Regions from separate parts of the Anas platyrhynchos genome. Here regions 1, 3 and 4 are each linked to region 2. The links are chromatin contacts, called in public Hi-C maps. All regions are on one chromosome and are shown on one strand. Each heading gives the region's core, a stretch centred on a gene start, on an enhancer-like site or on the middle of the called end of the contact. The rest is flanking DNA. Distances are from core to core; before and after follow the strand shown.

Region 1 (3,076 bases), core at 46-2,545, 410 kb after region 2:
GTTTCTGATATGTTAAAAGAAATAAAAAAGATCACAGCAGCTTCAGAACTTGTATTTCTATGATGCTTGAAAAGCTACGTCTACTTAGAGAAGCACAGAGATGATCTTTTTACCATGCCACCCACGCTGACCTTCCCCCAGCCCAGGGAGGTGGAATCTCCCCGTACCTAGATGCCGATGGTTGCGTTCACAAGCTACCATCCTTTCCAGATTTCATGCTTCTGTTGGTCACAAAAATCCAAGAGAAATAAACCAACGAACCCACTGCTGAAAGAATCTGAATAATGCCGCCAGTAAGTGTGGGCTCTTCTGATGCTCTTCATTTGGACATAGAGGAAGAGAGTATGTCTAGTTAATAGTTTCTCCAATTTTCATCTCTAATCTAAAGGAAATTAAATCATTTATAGTCTCACACAAAAATTCAGGTCAGGAGGAACATTACATCATCTGTTGTGATCTCTCATTTGTCAAAGACATGATACATGGTTTGGGGATGAAGTGCTAAGTCCAAATACTTCACTTGGACCACATATTTCAGTCCTCAGAAAAGTAAAGTATGCATCACAAAAAGAGACCACAACTGCCCAACTGCCCTCACCCTCTCTTCAGCTGTCCTCAGAAACCTCATTTGAAAGGACGTGCATGGTGGGAGCCTAAAGCAGAGGATTTTCTTTATCGATTTCAAAGCAAGAAGTCACTCTCAACGTCCTATTTCCAATTCCATGTGTACTACAAAAGAGAAAGTCTAGAAAAATTTCTTTAGCTAACACATTAACCCTTCCAAAGGAATGTCCAGCCTTCCCTTAAAGGCAACATCTCAAATGCAAACAGGGTGTTTTATAGGGTGTCTACTCTTATAGGGTGTCTTGATGACAAATTCTCAGTAAATAGAGGACCAAATATTTTCTGAGCAAGATAAATCATGCCCTGACAGTAGGCCCCTAGAACAGACCAAAAATAAGCAAAACAATCCCTTCCCCTAAAACGACTGTGTAACATTTGCCACCTCTCTTGGTAAACTGCCCCAATGCTGGGCAAAGCATCTCAGCAAAACAGACGGAGCAGGACCTGGCAATTTTTTGCCTACAAAAGCCATCAGAGGCAACCAAGGCAGTAATTTTCTAAGACTTCCACTATACCTATTGCTTATGCCATAACTATCTCTGACATACCAGAAGCATTTGTTCCTCCGGATGGGTTGCTAAAGCAAAGCTGCACCAATAACACGTACTGGCCCTTCTAACCACTGCACTCCTCAGGATTTGAGTCATCGAGGCATGAATACACAGGCATCATTTTAAAAGGTCAGAAATCAACTTCTTCCCCAACTTCTTGCCACGGCAAATGACGGAGTGGAGCTAACCCTGCTAGAAGCAGAAGAGGCAACCAGACAGAAGGAGGAGCGAGAATGATGTTACGCAAGCCATGCTAGTGGTTTGCTAATCTGGTAAAAATTAATCAGAGGCAGGAGAAAAGAAAAAAAAAAAGAAAAAAAGGATAGTTTGCTGCCTAACAGTGACTTCAACTGTATCAGAAAAGGGAAAGAAACGCAGGCAGGAGCTGACAACAGGGCAAGGGGGAAGACTTACTGGCTGCTGCAGCAAGCCAGTAAGTCTAGCCACGTCTTCAGATGTTCCTATTAGGGCCGGACAAGTTTTAAACATCATGACCCTGCCCTGATGCCTCAAAGCTCAGCACAGTGTCTTGGTAAAGCGCTCAGACGAGAACACTGGAGATGCTCTGAAGCCAAGAAAAGCAGTTATAAGCTGTCTTCCTTATTTTTCATATTTCATTTAAAACTTTAAAGGCTTTCATAATGCTGGAAGTTGAACACACAAGCTTTCTCAACAGAAAATTTAATTACAGAGATGTTTTTAGAGCCCCTTGCTTCTGCATAAAAGAAAAAAAATAATCACACATTTCTTGATAGAGAACAAGCTGAGGTAACGTCCTCCTATCGAGGGAGCTCACTGCAATCAAACTGCAGAGCTAACGGTGGGAAGGGGCATCTTTCTTCTGCAGAGCCACTGACTCTTTCCGGTGTGTGGAAATAATTGGAAGGAGGTTCTCAAGTTTTCAACTGTACTTGGACGTAGCTGGTCTGAGTACCAGCCTGCGCCAGGACAAAGCTGGCGGCTTGATCGAACCCAATTCACTGACTTGATATTTCAACCTGAGAGGTGATAGATTTCGGAACGCTCCGCCGGCATTTTCCACATGACCGCTCTTTGTGGACAACTCAATAAAGATTCCTGTCTAACTATCTGTGAAGGCTCTTTGTCCGTGTGCCATCCCAGCCCAGACAGCACGGTTCCGGCCACGCTGCTCCAACAGAAAAACCAGTGGCCGCCAAAGCCGCCCGGTCCGCTGAGGGCCCCAGACAGCAGGGTTCCAGCCACATTACAACAACACAAAAACCATCGGCTGCAGCGGTTTTCAGCTTGCAAAAACACGACTAGAATATACTTGGACTTCTACATGACGGGACAGATCGATTCTGGGAGCAGCGATTCAATTCTGTGAAGAAACTGCCAAAATAGGATGAGCATAAATATGAAGAGACAATGAAGCACATTATGCAATTTGCAATTCAGCACAGGACAGCTTTTCAAAGACTCCCAGCTTCAGATACTAACCTGTTTTGCTTTCAGTGACTGAATCACTCTCAAGTAGTTCTGTTTGATGTCTTTTTTAAAAAAATAAAGAAAGAAACCACTCAATCTCTCCCTGAAATTATGAAACCCCCATTCCTGAAGCGTACACTTGCTTTCTGTAGTCCTTCCTTAACGTGCTCTCTTTTCTCTGCTGGCTTAACTTCAGGGAGGTGGCTTTTTTTGTTTGTTTATTTAGTGGTGGTGGTTGGGGTTTTTTTAATAAATGGAAATAGGATTTTTTTTTTTTAATAAATGGAAATAGGAGCAAATACACCACACAAAGATATCTAGTTAAGGTAGATGCCCAGAATGAGTGAATATTTAGACTGTTTTTTTCCTATGAAACTGATAAAACAGAGAGCAGATGACTGTTCAGCGCTCGGCCAGTACTGATACGGAACTGGCAAACAGCTGACTAGGCT
Region 2 (3,334 bases), core at 770-3,269:
TTTCAGTTTGATTGATTTATGACAGTGCTGGTTGCCATGCAACAATTCATTTGTGTTTCACAATAAGATAGGGCAATATTCTCTTTTGTATATAGTTTGTTCTCTGAAAGATCAGTTTCAGCTGCTGCTAGAGAGGAAGCATTTGGTAATGCTGTAGTAGTACACTGCAGTGTGCAGGTACATGTGTGATTTAATTTGTAACACTACAACAAGCACGTCACTACCCAACACTGATAGATGCATGTACTTATAGCTCGGGCCTTTCAAAATGATAAGTACTGTTGCTCCTTGAACATCCCAGTGCCCTTTTTTTTTCCTGTTTAGTTTTGAGAACTGTTGATCTTGAGCCTTACTGTGACAGCTTCTGGCTAGATCATTTACTCTTTCCTTTTTTCCTTCTGCCTCAAATCCCCTAGCACTGCATTGTGCTAGGAAGCAATCACATAGCATAAAGCAGTGACTCTTCAGGACTGTGGTTTGTCATGCAACCATTTCTTGATGGCTAGATGTGAAGTTCAGTGGAGGTGTAAACTAGTCCTGTGGAGAAAAGGACATGTAATTCATAATGCTTTTTTATGGAAGAATAGCTCTTACATGTGTTTATTTGTTTTATAATAGACGAAAAGAGAATTAGATTTGCATATTCTTAGCATGTGCTTGCTTTAACTATAGGTGTGGAAGAAAATATTCAAGAAGTAGTTGGGCACATCACAGAAGGTGTCTGCAGACCTCTAAAGGTGAGATGTATTGCTTTTCTTAGAACTCTAAAAATAATTATAAAAAATGTTCTGTAGGGTTTTTCCAGGTCCCATGCCCTATCTCTACAATGTATTTTCATTTTCCTTGGTTGTGTTAGGTTATTAGCTTTAAAAATCATAAAACCCTTCAAAATTAAAGGTCCAGTAGCTCACAGATAGGTATTTCATGGTATGATAATAAATAGTTGTATAGTGAGAGATACTAGGATAGTAAATCTGTATCTTGATTTTCTTTTACTTTTCTTAAAGTTTAATGATGCTTAGGTGCAAAAATTTAGCTTTAGGATAAGGGTATAGGAATGACTGTAGTGGGTCATATGAAAAATCATTTTAGCTTAGTACCCTGGTTTTTCTACTGTCTATTTTATATGCTTAGGGGAAGAGTGTACAGTTTGTGCAAGTGCGTCAAGATACTTCTGTGGAATAGTTTCTTCGCCTGTTTGTGGACTTATTGAGGACTTACTGAGCCATAGCTACTCCTTTGTATTTGATACACCACAATATATTTTTCTTCCTTGAATATGTCAAGTTGGTATGAAATGATGTTCACAACATGTCCAGCAGGAGGGAAGTGCACAGTTCAACTGTACTGTTTGAAAAGCCAGCTCCTTTTGGGTTTGTTATGTTTAATAACTCCAGCTCTTGTATTGAAAGAGACTGTGAAAAATCATTTCCTAGTTATCATCTTTGTGCCCACCTGATTTGCTGTATGACTGGCATATCCTTCCACAGCTTCGCCTTAGTTTACTGTCACCAGAACAGTACAGAAACAATTTTCAAAATCTTTGATCATCTTGTTACCCTTCTCTGGACCTTTTTTTACTTCTGTGGTATTCTTTAAAATCTTTAGGCTATACTCAGGCCAAGAGACTGTACTCAGTACTATGCCCCTGCCCAAATGTCCTTTCACACAATGGAAATGGGTATTTGTATATGTACGTCTGTACATATGCATGCTTTGAAGAACAAAGTACACCTGAATGTTGAAATTAACTTCGTGCATCGAGCTTTGCAAATTAGAGTCAACAAATATTCTGCATTTTTGGTCTCTGACCTAGATGCCAAGGGAGCATAATCTTAGTTCCTTCTCTGTGCAGCTGGCGGTGACAAGAAGGCACTGCTGCACATTGCGCTCCTTTGAACAGCAGACAAATAACTTGGGAGGGCGGGTGGCGGCGGGTGATTTGTGTGTAGCCCTTTCACACACAGGCACGTGGGAGAATAGGGCAGTGATAAGTCACTGACTATCACTGCTTCATGAGTGCCCAGAGCTTGACCTTGGCGCAGCCTTTTATGAGTGAATTGAGACTGTGTGTACCATGGAGACAAGACAAGACATCGACTGTCCAAGTGTAAAGAAAGTCAGCACTGTTTTGGTCTGCCTAACCAATATCTCCTGGTTGAGATAAACAGGCAACATAGCTGTTAGTAATAAATAATTACATACTGGTAGCAGGTACATGATATTTCCTTTAATAAAGGAGAGATTAATCCAGGTGAAGTTTTGTCTTTTGGGTAAAATACCTCATACTTCGGATGTTCGGAATTGCTGCATGATGCTAATGATCAGATTAGGGATTCTGCAGCTGTTCTTGCTCTGTTCAGTGCTGGGGAGAATTCCAGTATGTACTGGTGTTAATCCATAAAGTGATCTCATTATTTTGAAATTTTCAATAACAAGTTGCAACAAAATCCTATAGAGAAATATTCGCAGCAGTGGGATTACTTTAGTTTAGTTTTTAAGAATATACCTGCTTGTTTTCTACCCAGAGGCTTTGCACCCAAGAAATACTTTGGTTCAAGCAGAAAGCTAGAGTTAACTGGGCATCGTCTCTTATTAAATTTATTTCTGTTCAAATTTATTTCTCAGAAGTCAGCATTGTATTGTATATAAAATCATAGAGGTTGGCTTTTAGGGTGTTTGACCTGAAGGATGTTTGCTTTTTCTGCAGGTTAGAATTGAGCAGGTGATTGTTGCTGAGCCAGGAGCAGTTTTACTGTACAAGATTTCCAATCTTCTCAAGTTCTACCACCATACAATCAGGTATACAAACTACAAAGTATGTTAAGGATATAATTTTTATTACTATTATTTATTTTAAGCATGAAGATTACTATATTAAAAAGGGTATTCTTGGCCTTAGCAGATGCCATTTATCTGTTCACTCCCATCAATTCATATGGAGTCTGCTTTGGAATATGGCATCAATTTTTAGAAATTGATAAATACATTTTATTGTGTTGATAGATGTTTTATTTATATCTATATATGTATATATAGATATATATGCCTAAGATGACAAAGTATCCCTTTGAGAAAGTGATAGAATTAAATTCTCTCTTGAAATTCAATTTTTCTTCCTCAAACAGCTATGTTTGGATACGATTTTTTCTGACTGTGCACTTGCATTTTCCTGTTGCGAAGATGCTTGCCTTATTCTGTATCTGGCTGTTCAAGGTGCACCAATCATCTTCCAACCTGTCAGGTGCCACCAAGATCAGTGAACCAAGAGACAAGCCAGAACCTCTGTTTTTTATAGATTGTGGCATTCACAGTAGTTCATATTGGTTAGAAA
Region 3 (3,321 bases), core at 792-3,291, 330 kb after region 2:
TTAACAAGCAATGTTGACCCTTGTAATACCTGATGGCACAAGATATCTTGTGCCAAGACAGACCAGGGAGTGCTCAAGCTTTTCATTATCTCCTGCATTTCCCAAGCCCAGAATGCCACCTGTGACAGGAGCATCTCCAGAAATGGGTCTTCCTTTCTCAAAGATACTGCCAATATGCACATCTTGCCTCATTCTCAATACATCCAGCTGACAGAAGGAAAGCAGCAACAACCATAAGAAGGAGCCACACCAGGTGAAAACAGTCATCTAATGGGGCTTGCCTCCAGCCAGAGAGCTGAGGCTCAAACTCTCTGCCATGGCCATGGCACACTGTGGACTGTGGAAGCTCAATCGGCCAAAGCAGGCCTGGCCATCTGCAGAGCTCAACGGGAAAGCTTACTCTGAGGTCAAAGAGGAGACCTTCAGCATATGAAGGCAGCAAGAAGTCTGTAAGAAGCAGGACTGTAACACCTTATATGCAGCAGTACCCTGAGAATACCCCGACAAGAGCACAGCCTCACACCAAACGGGTCACAAAGCTCTCCTGGACAGCAGAAGATGGGGGAAAACAGCCTCGTGGCAGAGCGCGGTTCAACCAGCACAGCAGGGAGTCAAAGCATCTGCCTAACTTCAGAAGCCTTTCCAACCTCTCCTTTCAATCCAGAGAACCATCTTTAACAAATTATCCCAGTTAAATCAACACCAGTGACGATTTCAGCATTTCCTCATTTAATTTTGAAAGGAAGCCAATCTCTCTGATATTAACTAATTGCCACAGGACCGTGTCTCTTCACTGCTAACCCTGCAATCAAAAACTCATCTTCTATCTAGCGACAGGGCATTAGGGAAGGCCTTGAAATTTTATTTTCACCACATGTGGCCCTGTAAAAATATCATCTGGGGCTCGCCTCTGCATAGCTTTAGGCTTGCGAATGCTCAGTGACTTGCAGGGCTCAAGGCAAGCATCCGCCTTCCACCACCACCTGACGTCTTTGTAATGCAGTGTTAGCGCCGTGTCAGGAGGGTAAGCCCCAAAATCCGTCTCTGGACCTGCCCGTGGCTGTGGTTGTAAGGGCCAGGGAGGGTTGGGAGCCAGCCCCGCCAGCCCTTTGTTTTCACTGTAGGGCCACAGCTGAATTAAAGGCTGACACAATTCCAGATTTAGCAATGTCGCAAGAAAGTTGTTCTGCACGTCTGTTGATTAAAAAACCTCCTGCGCCAGTTCATTTTTTTATTGTATTTTGTAAACATACCCAGTTGGCTCAGGCTTACTGTTTACTATCAAAATAAGCATATCGAACATGCAAAACATCAGGCAGAGAAAATCCCATGCTAGTGCTCAGCTCCCTCTCCTCTGCAAAAGAAGTGTTAAATATTTAAGAAATTACTGCTATTCCTTAGTCATCAAAAATATCATAATCTGGTATTATTGTACTGAGGACATCTGAGGTCGCTCTTTGAGTAACAGAGCTGTCTCCTAACACTGCCAACAATGAAAAAAAAAATTTTCCTAACAGGAAAAGGTTTGCGGCCCAGAGCTTGTTACATAAATTCCTGTTTTTCACGCAGCCAGCAGGACATTAAAGAAGCTATGATTTACTAACTTGGAAAAAAGTGTTGAAGAGGTAAATCTTGTGAAAATATGCACTGCTGTTAATGATGTTGTGTCTACAAATCTTTGCCAGACGCAAACATGACCTGATAAAAAAGTATAGTTTCAGCAGTGGATCTTGGCAGCCGGAGGAGCGGCACCGCCAGCCGCAGCCCTGCCGCCTCAGCACGCTGCAAGACGCTTCAGACCGCGGCTTTCGGCAGGACTTTGAAGCAAAGTCTCTCAAATCCCACCTGAAGGATACAGAAAGCAATTGGCTGCATCTCCAGCCAGGTTTCCGTGCACCGGCAATGCATGCCAGGTCATTCCGAAAGCATCCCCGCTGGAATTTTATCAGACCCACGTTATGACTCCAGCAGGACTGCTGCCACCTGTGGGGTGTTTCCTGGGACTGAGTTTGTGTGTTTGAGACGAAGCTCTGGAAGCCTCTGCTCCTGTTTGGCCTTCAAACTTCATCACATACTTCATACTTCAGTCATACTTCTTCAGCAGAATGACTATCAGCTATGGATATGATTATCATTCCTTGCTGATTAAGAGCCAAAATATGCAAAACCAATATTTGCTAAATGTAGTGTAATGAGCACATACCAGCTAATAAAACTAATGAGGCCAAGAAAATGATTCATTTGAATATACACATTTATATCGTTCATCTGCTCTTCCAACATTTCTTGAAGCTGAACCACACTGTAAGCAAGAACACCCAGCTTGTTCTTCTAAACAACAAATAAACTCAAACTGCTTTATATTTTAAAACAATAAAAGTCTGAGACATTTAATCCCTGGGTGCCAGTAGCAATGCTGATGTCTAGTACTGTATTTAAACTCATGAGGTACCTATATTAAAACATGCAACCTAAGGTTACCCTGACTAACTGCTGAAAAAGTCATATCCCTCTTTAAATTGAAGTATATTTTCTTTTTTTAATTGGTTTGGTGTCTTACTAAGAAGAAACACTTGAAAACACAGTTGCTTTATTGAACTTGACAACATTGTAGGCTTTTACTTAAAGAGAGCCCAGAGAGTCACACTGGCCATCTTTTGTCCACTGCATTCCTTGGAGTATGCACAGGAGAGGGAAGCAGAGCAAGAGCTCCTGTATAACCCTACTGCCAACCTCACCAATAGCCCAGGCTCAGTGCAGACTTTTCCAGGATCAGACTGTGGATCTGTCAATGTCCAGGGAGCTGTGAGACTCATGTGTTGTAATTTCCCATTAAGGTCCATACTGAGCTTCCTTCACTCCCTGTTCAGCTACAGTGCTGTGATGGCCACCAAAAAAGGGAGAGCAAGGAATGGATGCAACGGTTGGTATTTTTTACAAAAACAATCTTGTATCACAGATCTGCTACCAAGCTGCAGATACTCATGTTATTGCAATAAAGCACACCAGAGCATCTCGGAAAATATATTCATCAGTAACTGTCAACAGAGGCAGAAAGACTTGACCTCTGGAGGAAGATGCAGTTGTAATGAAGTGGGAGACAGTAAGGTAAGAGGAATACTGCATCCGCAATACACAGGTCAAGTATTTGTATTAAAATCAACTGCCCCAGTTGCCTACCAATTTTTCACTCAGAAGACATTTCAGCAGTCCACTGCTTCCTATGCCTTATTCAAGAGGATGGTCTACACATGCTGCTAGTCAGTTTGCACTGCCATCAACTGAAATGGCTGCAAATGCAGGTTGGGGGCAGTACCTGAA
Region 4 (3,105 bases), core at 437-2,936, 430 kb after region 2:
GCAAACTGAGTATATAAAGAACATATTAAATGTACTTTTTGTTCCTCAAGTAGGCCTATAGCCCGTTTCTTTTTTACAACCCTTGGCTATTTATGGCTTCTTCAGAACAAAAAGAATATAAACAACTTTATTCCCTCTACAAACCAGTTCTTGATTAATCTAGGAACTTAAACAAAATTCTAAGACCATTCAAAATCCCTACATTTTAACATTATTGCTAGGTTTATTCCATGCTAGGTACTATGACCTTAGTAACGTAAATTTGCATGAGCCTAGGTTAAAAAAAAAATAACAAATCACACAACTATTCAAAAAAAAAAAACAAAAACACATTACTGGTACCTAATACTTAAATTAATTAGTACTATAGAAAACTCACTGAAACTTTTAAAATAATGCAGTAGAGATCACTGCCACCATGCATAAAAAAAACAAAAGCAAAAAAAATTTGGCAACATCAGTGCGTATTCACACCCATGTCCTTTCACATTGATCCTTCACAGAATCACTAAGGCTGGAAAAGCCCTCCAAGATCACCTGGCCCAACCCTCCCCTACCACCACTGTCACCCACTAGACCATGTTCCTACGCACCACGTCCAACCTTTGACCACATCCATCCCTCACAGTCCTACAAGCATGAAACTTAATAAACCCTACATCGTGCAGCCAGGCACTTGTGCAGCCATACGAGGAACCAGATCCTGCCGTAAAATCACCCGGCTACATGCAAAACAGCTTTTTTGGTTATTTTTCCCTCTGGAGCAGCTCCCCTGCCCAGTTGACCACATCTCACCACTGCACAGAAGCCAAAACCAGCACGGTGCAGGTGAGTACAGGAAGCTGGGGCAGCACAGAGCTGCTTAGGATATTGCTGAAACATGGATGCAATTGGATTATTTAGGAAAAAAAGTACCATAAAATCCAAAGAACGGCTCTCTTCAGCCACATAAAATGAAATATTGAAATCTTTCAATTCAAAACTGCATTTTAGGAACCGCCTTCAAGTTAACGAAGAAAGAAAAATGGTTCAAAATATTTCAGCTGATCTGCAGCAATTTTGACGTTTTCCCCACCTCTCCCATATAACTCTCAAAAAAATAACAATAAATAACTAGTATTATCAGAGGGCACCTCTTTATTACTCCAGTCACTCCGCACTTGATAAATCACTAAATTCCCAGCGTTAAACCCCAAATCTCACTGTTGCAATGCGGCAGGCTAACAGAGGCATGGTTTTGGGGCCACGCTGGTGAGGATCCCTGCTGCCTGACGGGGCTGCCCTCCACACACCTTCCCCAAACACCCTCCTTTCCATGCCCTCAGGCTGCACAGTGTGTAAAAACACTCAGAAATCCTGCTCACTGCTCTGTAAAGCCCTCAGAGCGCAAGGCATCCCCCCTACACAACCCCCCACAACCCCAAAAGCCGCCAGATCCCGCCTTATGGATACAGCGAGGGGCTGCGGCGGCCTGCCCGAGGTAACCCGGCACCCTGCGGGCATTGGGGTCGCGGTGCCCGGCCCGGTACCTGCGAGGCCGCCCGGTGAGGAGGAGGAGGGAGCAGCGGGCGGCTCGCCCGGCCCCACGGCCCCACATGGCGGCCGCTGCCCGGCCCCGAGCTCCCGGTCCCGCCGCAGCGCCGCCGGCCGGGAACAGCAGCCCCGAGCCGAGGGTTCCGCCTTGCCCTGTGAAGTTTTTGTCGCGTTTTGTCCCCAGCACAGCGAGAGGTTGGGAATTGCTGGGAAGTTTTTAGTTTTTAAAGCTTTTACACGCTGCAGAGGCGCGGCGTGCTCAGGGAAGGCGCGGTGTTAAGGAGTCGGCAAGACCAGGTGCTTGTAGCGGCTTCTGTCTGCGGCCCTGCCTTGAAAGATTTTGTGGAGGAAAATAGATTCACGTTCATTTATGGCTCTGTTAATGAGCCAACTCTCATTATTTCCATCACTGAATAGTCATCAAGTTGGCTCTGGGATAGCGACACCAATTGTGCCTCAATGGGAGGATGGCCTACCAACGCCAGATCCCCCATAAGTATACGTTTCTCAATATTTTTGCCAACAGATTATTTAAATTTCAAAAAGTGTCTTTTTTCCTCTTTTTTTTTTTTATTTTATCAATAAAGATATAAACAAATCAACAAGATAACATCCAGAACAGTACTGCTATGGCATCCCTGCCTATGATCTTTGAGGTCCCTTCCAACCCAAGCCATTCTGTGGTGACATCTGAAGACCAACCCCTCTGAAGGACAGATGATCTTGTATTTCAGAACATAAATTGTTTTAAGAGATTTAAAGTGCCTCTCACCTTTCTCTAAAGTTTGTGGTGCTGAAAACATTAGATGTAAGACCCCAAGCCACTGGTTTCATCCAGTTCTGCACTTGTGGTGTGTATTAGGTTCCACATTTGGTTCCACTGTTTTGGCATCCAACCCCCGTTTGCTCCTTTGCTTCTTAGGGTACCTTTCTTCTTCTCAGGTACCCAGGGAAGAGTGAAGATCCTTTATGCCTCTGGAATGGCTTTTACACCTGTGCTCTCCTACCAGATGCATGGCAGATGAGAATCACACTGCTCGCATGTATAATGCAGAAAGCACATGCCACAAAGGGAAGGGGAAAAAAAAGTGACTTCAAGTTTTTTTGTTCCTCAGGATTGGTAGTTTCTGTGAATCGGAGATAATCAAATTTATACCACTGGTCACTTGGACCCACAGAGTAGTCTGAAGTCCTAAAAAGAGCAAAGGTATCAATGACACTTTTTTCTGTGCTCTGTGTGGGCTGCATCACAGTTCCAGATCCTCCAGAGATCCCAAATTGCTTTTAACAAGCAAATAAACGACCAACAAAAGCTGGATGGTGCTTTCTATATGTTAAAAATTCAGGACCTGACTGCCTTCTTTTTCTGGACAAAATCTGTCCACAACTAAAGAATGGCCTTACATGCAGAAGTCATCTTACTTTTTCCTCCTTGTGCAATCCCCATGTGGCACTGTATGGGTTGACCCACCTCTCCAAATAGCCTGGGCAACATCTACTGCAAGGTGCTGGGCGAGTTTTGATGGTCTCGTTTCTGTAGCTTTGGCTGCTATTCCAGGAGGGTGCTTCAGA

The links. Hi-C and Micro-C count contacts between places; a contact is called where the count stands out from the background.
Region 1: a contact with region 2 is called in a Hi-C map of skeletal muscle, with 5 times the contacts expected there. The contact joins two enhancer-like sites. A contact is called at or near these places in 4 of 8 Hi-C or Micro-C datasets (F1 follicle, F5 follicle, skeletal muscle and 1 more).
Region 3: a contact with region 2 is called in a Hi-C map of small yellow follicle, with 2.1 times the contacts expected there. The contact joins two enhancer-like sites. A contact is called at or near these places in 2 of 8 Hi-C or Micro-C datasets (small yellow follicle and subcutaneous adipose tissue).
Region 4: a contact with region 2 is called in a Hi-C map of small yellow follicle, with 4 times the contacts expected there. The contact joins the promoter of MRPS31 here to the enhancer-like site in region 2. A contact is called at or near these places in 5 of 8 Hi-C or Micro-C datasets (F1 follicle, liver, skeletal muscle and 2 more).

Annotation. Positions count from the first base shown.
Region 1 is chr1:179,857,395-179,860,470 of IASCAAS_PekinDuck_T2T, reverse strand. The region is part of intron 6 of MRPS31 (mitochondrial ribosomal protein S31); the gene reads right to left. Among named protein-coding and RNA genes, the nearest start is that of MRPS31, 16 kb to the right of the region's middle. Within about 2 kb of position 1,295, at least 2 of the 8 cell types and tissues checked have an H3K27ac peak or open chromatin away from gene starts, as enhancers often do.
Region 2 is chr1:180,270,791-180,274,124 of IASCAAS_PekinDuck_T2T, reverse strand. COG6 (component of oligomeric golgi complex 6) reads left to right here. Exons shown (of 19, transcript XM_038174145.2): 11 at 673-737; 12 at 2,711-2,802. Among named protein-coding and RNA genes, the nearest start is that of COG6, 28 kb to the left of the region's middle. Within about 2 kb of position 2,019, at least 4 of the 8 cell types and tissues checked have an H3K27ac peak or open chromatin away from gene starts, as enhancers often do. A contact at or near this core is called in F1 follicle and small yellow follicle, where this site is marked.
Region 3 is chr1:179,941,846-179,945,166 of IASCAAS_PekinDuck_T2T, reverse strand. The region is part of intron 1 of FOXO1 (forkhead box O1); the gene reads right to left. Among named protein-coding and RNA genes, the nearest start is that of FOXO1, 56 kb to the right of the region's middle. Within about 2 kb of position 2,041, at least 5 of the 8 cell types and tissues checked have an H3K27ac peak or open chromatin away from gene starts, as enhancers often do. A contact at or near this core is called in small yellow follicle, where this site is marked.
Region 4 is chr1:179,841,376-179,844,480 of IASCAAS_PekinDuck_T2T, reverse strand. MRPS31 (mitochondrial ribosomal protein S31) reads right to left here and starts at 1,686. Exons shown (of 7, transcript XM_027470920.3): 1 at 1,530-1,686. The coding sequence starts at 1,597.